Linked DNA regions of Mus musculus: region 1 is linked to region 2. The links are chromatin contacts, called in public Hi-C maps. All regions are on one chromosome and are shown on one strand. Each heading gives the region's core, a stretch centred on a gene start, on an enhancer-like site or on the middle of the called end of the contact. The rest is flanking DNA. Distances are from core to core; before and after follow the strand shown. Region 1 overlaps Fstl4 (follistatin-like 4). Region 2 overlaps Fstl4 (follistatin-like 4).

Region 1 (6,104 bases), core at 1,026-3,525, 65 kb before region 2:
TTCTGATGAGGAATGTGTATGTGAGTATGTATGGTGTGTTCTGTGTTGTGTTGTGTTGTGTTGTGTTGTGTGTGTGGTGTATGTGTGCATGCTGTATGGGTTTTGTGTGTGTCATGTAGTGATGTGTGTATGTCTCTGTGTGCCTGTGTGTGGTATGTGTATATGTGTGCATATGTGTGCATGTGTGTGTATGTTGGGTGTATGGGTTTATATGTACAGAAGCTCTCGAAGTTGGCATCAGTTTGTAAATGCCTTTGGACACTGTGATTGGTTCCATGCTAAGCCAGGGCTACTCGTGACTGAATAACCTACATGTCTGTCTGGGGAAGAGAGGTAGCTTGAAGGACTTTGAATCTGCATGTACTTACCCCACGAAGAAGATCCTCAAAGCAAGCCTCCTCTGGCCTCACTTGTCACCTCCCACCTCATCTGTCACATACCTTCCCTTCAGCCAGTCACCCTGCTCACTTTTGCCTTCTATAGGGACCACCCTTCTGCCCATCTAGTAGAGAGAGGGAGTCCCCTCCTTGCAACTACATCTCTCTCTGGCTCTGAAGCCTTCTGCCTGGCTGTGCTCTCTGGCAGCTTATGACCCATCCCTGTGAGGGATGAGAGTATGCTCATACAGAATATTCCTCTCCAGATACCAGGCTTAGGGCCTTTGGTAAAACAGGGCCCGGGCCAGGTGCCACCTGCCCTGGCCATGTGCCTCCCAGTCAATATCCCCTGTGACTAGACATGACTATCATCAGGATGGTAACTGTCATTCATCACATCCTTTTCATTCAGGGACTCGGATCCTCTAAAGCTGTCAGGCTGAGTATGGACCTAATAAAAGAAAGCCCTCTGCCACTACTGCCACATGGTGCCCCACAAGTTGGCATCCCCAGGACATACTCGGGCACTCGGTGACTTACATTGATGTCTTCCAGGCCTAGGAAGCTCAGAGTGAGCCCGTTGCGTTTCCAGATGATTGGTGGCCTCAGGTCTCCACGAATAGCACAGGTCAGCACTGTGCTCAGGCCCACGGTCACGGTAGTCACACTGACCTTGTCCTCAGGGGCGAGGCTTAGCTGAATCACCTCTGTAGAGGGACAGGAGAGAGTGGTCAGAGGCAGACATAGAGGTCAAATCCCAACTCTAGGTAAACAGTTATGGATTCACTCAAGGGCAGGGCCAAAGGAAGCTTTGGGTCCCCCAGAAATGGGTTATAATGTGACAGTTAAATACACTGATAGACATCCTCACTGGGTGATCAGTTATAATGATGTCTAATATCAGAAAGGTCCCATGTGTCAAAGCCAGTCAGGAACCTGGAACATCTGGGCCACAGGTTCGTGAGTGGACTTGAAAACACTGGTTGCCAGGGCCCATAAGGTACACCCAGCAGAGAAATCACACAGCCAGTTGTGGGATATGCTGCCTGGAGGGCTCTGGCTTAATGAAGTTGGAACCTGCTAGGTACGGTCAAGGTCTGTTGGTGAGCCGACAGGTATGTCGTCCATCTGGGGGTAGCTTTAAAGGTTGCGCTGTCTGAGGTCTGGAGAACGAACTGGCTGACCTTTGAAAGTCTGTTTCTGTCTGAAGATTCACTGAGCTTGGATTTGGATTTCTGTTCTGTGACAATGCACTGGGGCCTTTCAGTATGTATGTATGTATGTATGTATGTATGTATGTATGTATTTTTCTTAGTGTACTTCAGGCAGGCCAAATTATGAATCCTTGTCATTTTTGCTTGCTAACTGGCATGGAGACTGGCCACTCTTTAGGCAAACATAGAAGGATGCAAAATATTTCCACCCCCCTCAGGCTTTCTGAAACTCTTAGGATTTATGAAAAATTAATCAAATCCAGGCTGCTCAGTGCAAACATGGGACTAGGCTAAGGTGGAGGGGATGTAACAGGTGTCCCCTGCTTTTTCTCTATGTCCTCTCAGGAGCCAGGGAGGCAGGTTGGCTCCGGGATGGGTATGTGTATCTGTATGCAGTCTAAAGTGCTGGCAAAACTGTAAGGTGCTATGCTATCTCACTATGCCATTGCATCGGGGCATACATCCCCTGACGGATATATCCTTCAAAGTGTTGGAAACAAAGCATAAACTGGGAACTGAGCTCTGTGGGATGCTGGGAGCCAGGAGCTGGAGTGGCAGCACCTCGGGCTGTGCATCTGGGCGGCATGCTCTCTTGCCAGGATGTGGGGGAAGGGAGCAGGACAGAAAAGAGGTGCAGGCTTAGCACTGCAGTGTGTGAGTTGCAAGCAGGTGCCTCAGATCTGCAGCAGCCACATCCCTTCCTCGCCACTTAGCGGCCCTGCCCTGGGCCTGCGAAGACAATCAAGCTGTACACAAGGCGTTCCCTCGGCGTGTGTTGGATGGATGGGTGAACAACAGAGAAAATGAAAATAAAGGAGCTCAAGAGCCGAGGGGCCGGCGGGGAGGGGCGGTCACTCTGAGGAAAAATGTGACTGGAGTGAAGGAGCCAGTGCGAGGAGAGATAAGCACCGGGTGATGGATGCGGACGCGGGCGGCATAATATTTTACAAACATTATAGCGGTGCATTTCAAGTTTCCTCTTAAATCACGGTCTGCCTGTTGCCCTCCCACCTCCGGGCCATGAGCTTTACTGCTCAGGGTAGGGAAAGAGAGGGTGCAGACGGTGCGGCAAGACTAAGAACCTGGCTCTGCAGACTTGGAGGATGGGGAGGAAGGTGTGATGGAAGGGGGTGAGGAAGGGAGGGAAGGAGGCAGGAAGGAAGGAGAGAGGGAGAGAGAGGGAAGAGAGGGGGGAGAGAAAGAGGGAGGGAGAGGAAGAAAAAGGGAGGGAGAGAGAGAAAAAAGGAAGAGAGAAAAGGAGGAAAGGAAGAAGGGAGAGAGACAGACAGAGAGAGATACAGAGAGAGACAGAGAGATACAGAGAGAGATACAGAGAGACACATACAGAGAGACAGATAGACAGACAGACACACAGAGATAGGCAAAGAGACACAGAGATAGGCAAAGAGACACAGAGATAGACAGAGAGACAGATAGAGACAGACAGACATACAGAGAGAGACAGACAGACACACAGAGAGAGACAGATAGACAGATAGACAGACAGACACAGAGAGAGACAGATAAACACAGACAGACAGACACACACACACAGATAGAGAGATAGAGAGAGAGATAGAGAGAGAGAGAGAGAATCTGATGGAACTATTGTGCAGATCCTACTGAGCTCTGGGGTCCTTGGGGCTTAGGCGCCAGGGTTCTCAGCCGGAGAAAGGAGCTCTTCCTCATTGGATGACCACTGTGCTCTGGGAGCAAGAAGATGGAGACAATGCTGCTTTTGCCCCGGGGAACTATGGGGAGTAAGAAGTCTCCCAGGTATATAGAGGAAGGGATCCTCCTGAGGGACTTTGAAAGATACTGCACACTCCTATAGCAGTCTGCTCCCAACATCCTGTGAGCTGGATCAAAGCCTGAAGGTGTGCTAGTGGCCTAGAGTTGTGGGAGCCTTGGCTTGGATGGGGGCAGGGCTGACCTTTGTAGCCTGGAGGTCCCTCTGGTTAGAACTAGGGGGAGCAGGAGAGAGGCCAGGCTTCTTCCTTGGAAGCCAGCCTGGAGGGCGGCTGGGACGAAGCTGCACAGAGAAGCTCTCTGTTTATACCCGGAACATCCATGCGTATGGACTGTGTGGAATTGTAGGCACGAGCCAGGCTTACCAACGGAGGGATTTTCAGTTGCATCTTTCTCAGTGCCTCGGGAGAAGAAGTGAGGCTAGGCACTAAAGGGATCACCACTCTCTGCATCAACCTCCATCAAGACTAGAAAGATGGGCCAAGCAATCATTACAGAGTTTGCAGGAGACAAGGCTTCTCCTGGTCCCTCGAGCTCCACTTCTCTGCTGTGATTTCCCCAGATGCCTGCATCACATCCCTAGGTAACTAGCACACAGTGGTGCCCCTCTGCTTGGACCTCTGTGGACTCTTGTGAGTATAGTGGACATCCTTGAGGCTTCTGTGAGGCCTTCCAAGGTAAGGAGGGGCCTGAGAATCTTAAGTGAGGCAGTGCAAAGCAGAGGATGAGAGGCAGGCAATCTGATGGGTTAGAGCTCTGGACGGCCAGTACTGACTTTCATGAAGGATAGGGCTCCAACAAGAACTCTAGAATCCCCTTCTTCTTGGGACCCCCAGGGCCCCAACTTCCACAAAAGGTCTGGTAGAGCCTAGAACATAGGACCAAATACAAACAAGGCAAACAGCTTGGGGTCAGGGCAGTGGGAACCTTCTGTGACCCTCCTGGCTCAGTGGCTGGGTGATGCATCTTTGTCGCTTGAGGTCCTCATCATTTGTATGTATGAAGACATAGACTTTGTGCAGGAAAAACTCGTGCAAAATTAGAATGCGCGAGTACCCGCAAAACCATCGTAATTCTGCTCCTGTCAGCTACACAAATATTAACCAAACAGCAAATATTTGGATCATTTAAAGTTTAATTAAATGAATGTTTTATTGGATTTAATTCGTGTCAATATTCCCCAGCTCCTTTTAAAATTCTAAAGAGATTTATGGTTACTGAGCCTTCCTCTCCCACCCTGGTTTCTTTATTTACTGTTCAGCAGGCTTTCCCTGGCAGCCCCTGCTTCCTGGATAAGTGAGAACACCAGGCAAGTTAACATTCTGGGATAAACTTGGGGGTGGGGGGCAGTCAGGAGCTGGGGTTCAAGTGGACAGGACAGTACCCCTTATCTCTGAACCTGGCTCAGCTTCTGAGAAGTGGGCAGGTACCTTCCTTTCCTTAGTCTTAAATGTACATATCAATGAAATGAAGAAAATTGGCTAGGAGGCCAAGGGGCTCACTGTCAGTTACTTTTCTTATTGTTGTGAATAAATATGGACAAGAAACTGCTTGTGGTGGTTTGAATACGCTTGGCCCAGGGCGTGGCATTATTAGGAGGTGTGGCCTTGTTGGAGGAAGTATGTCACTGTGGTGGTGGGCAATGAGACCCTCCTCCTAGCAACCCTCCTCCGGGAAGACAGCAGTCTTCTCCTGTTTGCCTTTGGAACAAGATGTAGAACAAGATGTAGAACAGCTCTGAGTAGACAGCGCCTCCAGCGCCAAGTCTGCCAGATGCTGCCATGCTTCCTGCCTTCATGATAATGGTCTGAACCTCTGAACCTGTAAGCTAGCTCTAATTAAATGTCCTTTATAAGAGTTGCCTTGGTCATAGTGTCACTTATGGCTGTAAAACAAAAACTAAGACACTGCTTAAGGTGGGAGGCTTTATTTTTGCTTATGGTTTGAGAAGGGATGTAGCCCACCATGCTGGGAAACGTAGCGGAAAGCACTGGACACATTGTGTCTGGAAGCAGGAAGCAGAGAGAGACAAATTCTGATGCTCAGCTTGTGGTCTCTTTCTTTTTCTCCCCCACTCTGGGGACTTCCCCCATTTTGGGGACATATCCCCCCCCCCCCAGCTGATGGGGAGTTGCTCACATTCCTCATTGCTCATAATGTGGTAGTTTGAATGAGAAGCAGCTCCCATTGGCTAGGGGCTTTGAATACTTGGTTCTCAGTAGGTGGCGCTATTTGAGGAGGTTTAGGTGGTACATCTTTGCTGGAAGTACATCACCAGGGATGGGATCTGAGATCTAGTACCCTGCCCCTGCTCTTAGTTTGCTCTGTACTTTTATGCTTGAGTTTGGAGCCAAGAGCTCTCAGCTCACTGCCATGCCTCCCTACCATGGTAGACTGATATCCCTCTGGACCCATAGGCCAAAATAAACTCTTTCTTCCATAAGTTGCTTTTGGTTTTGGTCATGTTTTATCATAGCAACAGGGATGCAACTAACACATGCCTCCTCGATTACACCTCTCTGGAAACATTCTCACAGACATATTCAGAGGTGTGTCTCCTAGGTGGGTCTAAAATGAATCAAGCTAACAATGGCTAAGCACTACCTATAAACTGTTAGATTCTACAGCTCTGAGTAGACAGTTCTGAGTGGATGCCCCTGCAGAGCCCCTTCATCCTGCAGGTGGTACCTGGTTTGCATCCTTACCCTCCAGGGTTTTCTGTCTCTGCTCTTTGCCCATTTGCTCATGTCTTGAGTAGAAGCAC
Region 2 (5,725 bases), core at 1,639-4,138:
ACTCTTCTCTCTTAAGTGGCTTCTTGATAGGTTCAGATCATAGCGATGAGAAAAAGAACACACCACACATCCCATCTCTGTATTCACTCCCGTCAACCACACACCAACCCTCACCACTGTTAGAGAGTTGACTCTCCACAGCACACGTCCAGAAAGCAGCTGCTGACCAGATCTGTCTCATGTTTCTGTTGCTGTGATAAAAGACCCCAACAAAAGCAACTTAAAGGGAGAAGGGGTTTTTACAGTTCTGGGGACAGAGTGCCATCGAATCATGGAAGACATGGCAGTGGCAGAGAGGGAGTGGTGGCAGAGCTATCAGGTGGCAGAGCAGGATGCTGGCTGTCAGGTTACATCTCCACTCAGGAAACACAGGCTGAAGGGAAGATGGGGTCAGGCTACAAGCCTAAGCCCACTCCCAGGCCCACTTCCTCCACCAAGACTCCATTTCCTTAAGATCCAACAATCTTCCCAAACAGTACCATTAGCTGGGAGCATGCATCCAGCCACATGAGAACATGGGGACATTTTATGTTTATGTCACAGGAAAACCTGAGCCTCCTCTGCCTATAATTGTCTTTCCAGGGCCACCAATGTCACCCCTCAGTCAGGGTCCTATTTAGGAGCTATTGGTGGATTCCTGTGGATTCCTCTGTGGTGATGGTTTAACCGAAAACACACAGAGGCTCAAGGGAGATTGCTACAAAGAAAATCAAGAGAGAGGAAATGATTTTATTTTATTTTGGAGGGGTGGAGGTAGAGGCATTTTTTCCTTTGTTTAACATTCCCAGTTTGGTTTGCTATATTAAAGGCAATTTAATGTGATAATGTTAAAAAAATGACCCTTCACCCAGAAGTGAGGGTGTTCGATAAGAAGGAGATCAACCATGACGCCTCGGATCAATCTCTCGAAGACGGAAATTTCCCTTTGTCTATTTCTACATTGGAAATTGATTAACTTTTCATAGGACCAACGAGTTCTTCCCTCCGGTGCCTCTGACTCAGTGTCAAGGCAAGGCCCACATTAGCTGGGTTCTGCTCGGCGGATTTATGAGACAGACTTTAAATATATTAAATTTTAAAGAGGAAATCACAGTCCAATTACCATGCTTGTTAATGGCTTCAAGTGCCTCTGGCTACGTCTCTGCCAGGTTAGAGCAACGAGCCCAAGAAGATCTGTTGGGAGCCACTCGGGCTTGGGAACCAGGTGCTCACAGCTGCCTCTACCCAGGGCAGGCTGATGTCACTTGCCCTGGGCTTCCTGCTCAGGTCGTGGTATGAGGAATAACAGATGGGGTGTGTTCCTGGCAGGCAATCATAATTAGCAAGGCCTCTGGACTTTCTCAGAGCCATTCTTGTCAAATGAGAGCTCCTAGCCATGCCCTTTGGGGTCTCAGCTAGAGCTGAGGGATGACTAGCACTGATAGAGTAGGGGTTTGCTGGCCCGATGACACCATGCCATCTGTGGGCAACAGGCCTAGGATGCTTGGGTTTGTGTGGTGAGTGGGACAGAGACACTGGTTACTCGATACCCTAGAGTCACAGATTCCTCACCTAAAAGCATCTGTAAAATGGGATAGTAGCAGTTCTGACCTTACAAGAGAGGATGCTGAAGGATAAAGGGGGGGGCGACGATGACGACGATGATGATGATGGTGGTGGTGGTGATGTTGCTGCTGCTGCTGCCCATTGATGACCACTGAGAACATCCTATGTGCCAAGTATAATGTTAAACGTGTCACATGTCTTACATGTTTTAGCACCATAAATTCCCATGACGACCCTGAGGCGATGAGGTTCACGGCTGAGAAATCGCAGCTTAGGAGTGAGGGGCCTCCAGAGACTCACTAGCTCATGATTAGCTTTGAACCCTGTATTCTTGGCTGCTGTCCTACAGAAAAGGCTGTATTTGTCCACCCTGGGCATTCTTAGACTAGTGCCTTTGCTGGGTGGACACAGGGCTTCCCACAAGCAAAACAGTCAGGGGGTTGGGTCATTGACATTTGGATGCTAGAGAGAACTGTCACTGGGCAGAGGCCTTGGGGACCCCCAGACTGGAGTGCCAAAGATGCTCGCTGCTGCAAGTACTGTTCTTCTTTGACATTCCTTCTGTAGAAAATGACAGGCTCAAAGCACCAAAGACTAGTTTTCTAAGGAAAACACCAGTGGGCAGCCCCTTTGAGGGAGGCTTTCCCCGAAGCCAAGAAAGCATCAAAACCGCTTGTAAACCTGGGCTGAGGTGGCAGGTGGCAGGAGACAGAATTCTGTGTGTAAGACATTCTCAGAGGCGCTGACAAGCTGTGAGTCCTAGGAAGGGTGGGGGAGAGGGTCCCCTTGGCAACTGGTGACAGAGACAATTATAAACAACCTTTCCCACCACGGAGCTTGTGTGATCCTTCACCATGCACGCACGCAGGATATCTCCTCGGGCTCCACCTGAATGCCACACCCACCTGAGCCAGCTCCAAGCTGCCGAGGTGCCCATTGCCGTCGGCATCCAAGTCCTTAAACAGTGACTCCACCAAGAGGCGCTTCTGGGAGGCGAGGCTTTGCCTGGGGGTTCCTTGTGGGAGCGGCTGTCTGCGGCTCTGGAGTGCCAGGAGGACATTTTTGAGACGAGCATAGCCAGCCATGGTGCACATGTCTCCTGTAAAAGAGAAGACAGCTGTTACGTCAGGTGCACCCTGGGGGCTGGAAAGAATGTTCTGCCCGTCAGTCAGTTTATCTCTCTCAGTTGCAAACAATTGTTGGGACATTTCCAGTGTGCACTAAACAGTGTCACCATCATAGAGCAGGGTTCACGTGTCCATCTGCCCCATCACCCAGCCTACTGATATTTAAGCCAGATATCATATACCAATACTAAATGAACCAGAGGGAGTCTGGAAAATTCTTCCAGTGGAGTCTGCAGCTGTTATCTCATGGTTCGAGGAAAGCCAGCCCCAATTCTACTCTGTCACAGTCTGCCTTTTGTCTTAATCCTATTTTAAAGGCTGCTTTTGAATGCTTGGCCTCATAGATTAGGGAGTTTTAGTTAACAGGGCTAATAATCCCTGCTTACGGTAATTAGGTACACTCCCAGAGCTGGGTTACTTGAAAACAAACATGTGTACACAAGTCCACGACCAAGAGACAAAAGGAAGCTTTAGGAGACTAAACCGAGCACACAGCCCATTAGTCTTAGGCCTTTTATCACGGCTGTGCTCGCTGAACGCGTCGACATTGCATGGTTCTTTGGCAAATGAGGCCTGTGATGCACTGTGACATGGCATGGTTTATCTTGCTGGTGACGGGGCCACCATACAGAGCGCAGCCAGTAAATAGGGGGCCGCAGGGATGTCACAGAGCAGTGCTCCTCCAGCTCTGCCTCCCCATCCAGCCAGGGGATACAAACAGTTCCTGGGCCTGGCTTTGTTGAGACTGGGGAATGCTGATGTGGGCTCCCCCACCCTCCATTCTTTAGAGAAGATCAAGGGGTGCTAGGTCTGGACTGTCTGGGGTTAGGGTCTCTTCCCTTGAATTCTAACGCCAGTTGAAGGTGCCAGGTTAAGCTCTCAGGGCCAGCCGGATAGTGAACAGGTTTGAGTTTGGGAACTCCTGGCTTTGTGAGTCCCAACTCTGCTGTTTCCAGGTTGTGTAACCTGGGAAAGTTTAACACAGGCCTCAGTGATTTCATCTGAGAGATGGGATAATACTGCATCCCACAGCGGGGATATCATGATGGTTAATTAATATGGTCACACACATCTTTACTCTGAGCCAAGGCTCAGTGATTGATAGCTACTCTCCCACTTTCAGTTGTTGGAACCTCAACGGGGAGAGCAGGGATCCACGGGAGAGCAGGGATGCACGTGAAGAGCTGTTTTTCTCTCCTGCCCTCCCTCTCTCATTGGAGAAGCCCAGATACCCTTTCCTGCACTTGTTTGTGTTTCTAGATTTTCTTCCAATTTGGGGTCAATTGATTCTTGTCAGAAACAAACGCCCATTACTATTTCCTTTGTGTGTTTATTTAGAAGAAAAAAATCAATTGCAGTGTTCAATATAATCAAATCTATTTGCTCCCTGGGAGTCACCATGCTTAGGCGGTGGGGCTCCCTCCCATCTCCCCTGACCTGCTCACATCCCTCTTGTGCCTGGCAGGTGATCCATTTTGGAGAGCTCCCAGGACCCATAAGCTGATGTACCCCATTTTTAGATCTTCATAGCTCTGGCCTCCATACTGAGCATGGTCTCATGGCAAAGCCAATATGGCTGGAAGAATGTGTCTGGTGGATGGATCTCTCTCTCTCTCTCTCTCTCTCTCTCTCTCTCTCTCTCTCTCTCTCTTCTCTCTCTCTCTCTCTCTCTCTCTCTCTCTCTCTCTCTCTCTCTCTCAAAAAACTATGTTTTGGGGAAAGAGCATGGTCTTACCTGAGTCAGTCTATCACCTTACCAAAGAGGGTAAAGTCTGGTGCTGGCAAAGGGAGCAGGAATGGGGTGGGCAGAGTGAGAGTAGGAGGGTATCTGCTGGGGTGGGCACTGGTGGAAATGTTCATTCACGTGGATACTGTGCATAAACTGGAGGCACTGTCGTTTCCCTGGGGACAGGCACCTGCACTACAGACTGGGAAGCTGGTGTCTAGAGTGACTAATGTGGTATTAATAGAAGGCTTCCCTCAGATATGCTGGTCAGAGATGAGCATTCTGAGAACCCGTGACACCAGGGCCACCAGAAGGTTAGATAGGGCAGATCAGATGGGGAGTGTGGTCTTAGGTTTACTGGTCCCCCATTCTTCCCACAGGTTCTTGGTGCTGCCTGATGCCCTGTGCAATAGCTAGACAACCTCCCCATGGCTGCTGGGGAGACCATGATGTGGTCCTGCTGAGGTGGGCTTGGTGGGGGCTGTAAGAGAGGGGGCTGTGATAACTTCTCAGGCTCTGCTCTCCTACCAAATCCTGAAGCACTTTAGGCTGTGGATGCAACTTGATTGGTTGAGTGCTTGGCTAGCCTGCAGGGAACTCTGGGTTCAATTGCCCGAACTGCATAAAACTGGGAGTTATGGTCCATGCCTGTTACCCTGAAAATCCTGAGGTGGAGGCAGGGGGATCAGAAGCTCAAGGTCATTTCCAGCTAAAGAGCAAGTTTGAGTCTAGTCTGGGTTATATGAGACCATGTCTCAAAAAAAAAAAATTCTATACTGTTGTTCTGAGGACTCAGAGGTTTTTATCCTGTGTCTAGAAGCCAAGCTGGGGGCCCAGTTGAGTAACCTGAGTCTTTAGGGTCAGTGTCCTGCACTGCCTAGGCTGTGTTGCTCCCATCTGTGTAGCAGTATGTACTGACACTCTATGTGGGCGTTCTAAGGCTTTAAGAGTGCCTTAAGGAGTAGGAGATCCATTAGGGAGGGGGAGTGGAGCAGAGGCTCAGACCCGCTGTGTGTGAGCTATGCTATGGCAGGAGGCAGTGGGGAAGGCATGGTGTACAGTGTATGGTGTACAGTGTACACAGCGAGCATCTGGAGGCCAGTGGAGCTAGAAAGAGTCACTCACGGGTCCATGGACACCATTAAGGCAGGAGAGGGCAGGCGGTCCATCTCAGAAGGACAGAGAGGCCACAGGCTGGTGTGGGAGCCAGACACAGCAACCTGATGTTCCCAACTCTTGTCTGTCTGTCCCTTCCTGAGGATCTGTCCCACCTGTCCACCAGTCCTCTGCAGTGCTAGGGAACTGAACCCAGGGTGTTGTGAGCACT

What was found. A called contact is a pair of places that touch in the nucleus more often than the background predicts.
Region 1: a Hi-C map of the N1E-115 cell line shows a contact between it and region 2, with 2.6 times the contacts expected there. The contact joins two enhancer-like sites. A contact is called at or near these places in 10 of 39 promoter capture datasets (the 3T3-L1 cell line, the HPC-7 cell line, cranial neural crest and 6 more), 23 of 484 Hi-C or Micro-C datasets (the AtT-20 cell line, CD4 T cells, CD8 T cells and 14 more) and 5 of 115 datasets of contacts at active chromatin or transcription factors (the SCID.adh cell line, T-cell acute lymphoblastic leukemia, double positive thymocytes and 2 more).

Annotation. Positions count from the first base shown.
Region 1 is chr11:53,129,007-53,135,110 of GRCm38.p6, reverse strand. It overlaps Fstl4 (follistatin-like 4), which reads right to left. Exons shown (of 16, transcript NM_177059.3): 7 at 918-1,084. Among named protein-coding and RNA genes, the nearest start is that of Gm11186, 12 kb to the right of the region's middle. Within about 2 kb of position 2,275, at least 25 of the 459 cell types and tissues checked have an H3K27ac peak or open chromatin away from gene starts, as enhancers often do. A contact at or near this core is called in the N1E-115 cell line, where this site is marked.
Region 2 is chr11:53,065,459-53,071,183 of GRCm38.p6, reverse strand. It overlaps Fstl4 (follistatin-like 4), which reads right to left. Exons shown (of 16, transcript NM_177059.3): 5 at 2,451-2,644. Among named protein-coding and RNA genes, the nearest start is that of Gm11186, 52 kb to the left of the region's middle. Within about 2 kb of position 2,888, at least 8 of the 459 cell types and tissues checked have an H3K27ac peak or open chromatin away from gene starts, as enhancers often do. A contact at or near this core is called in the N1E-115 cell line, where this site is marked.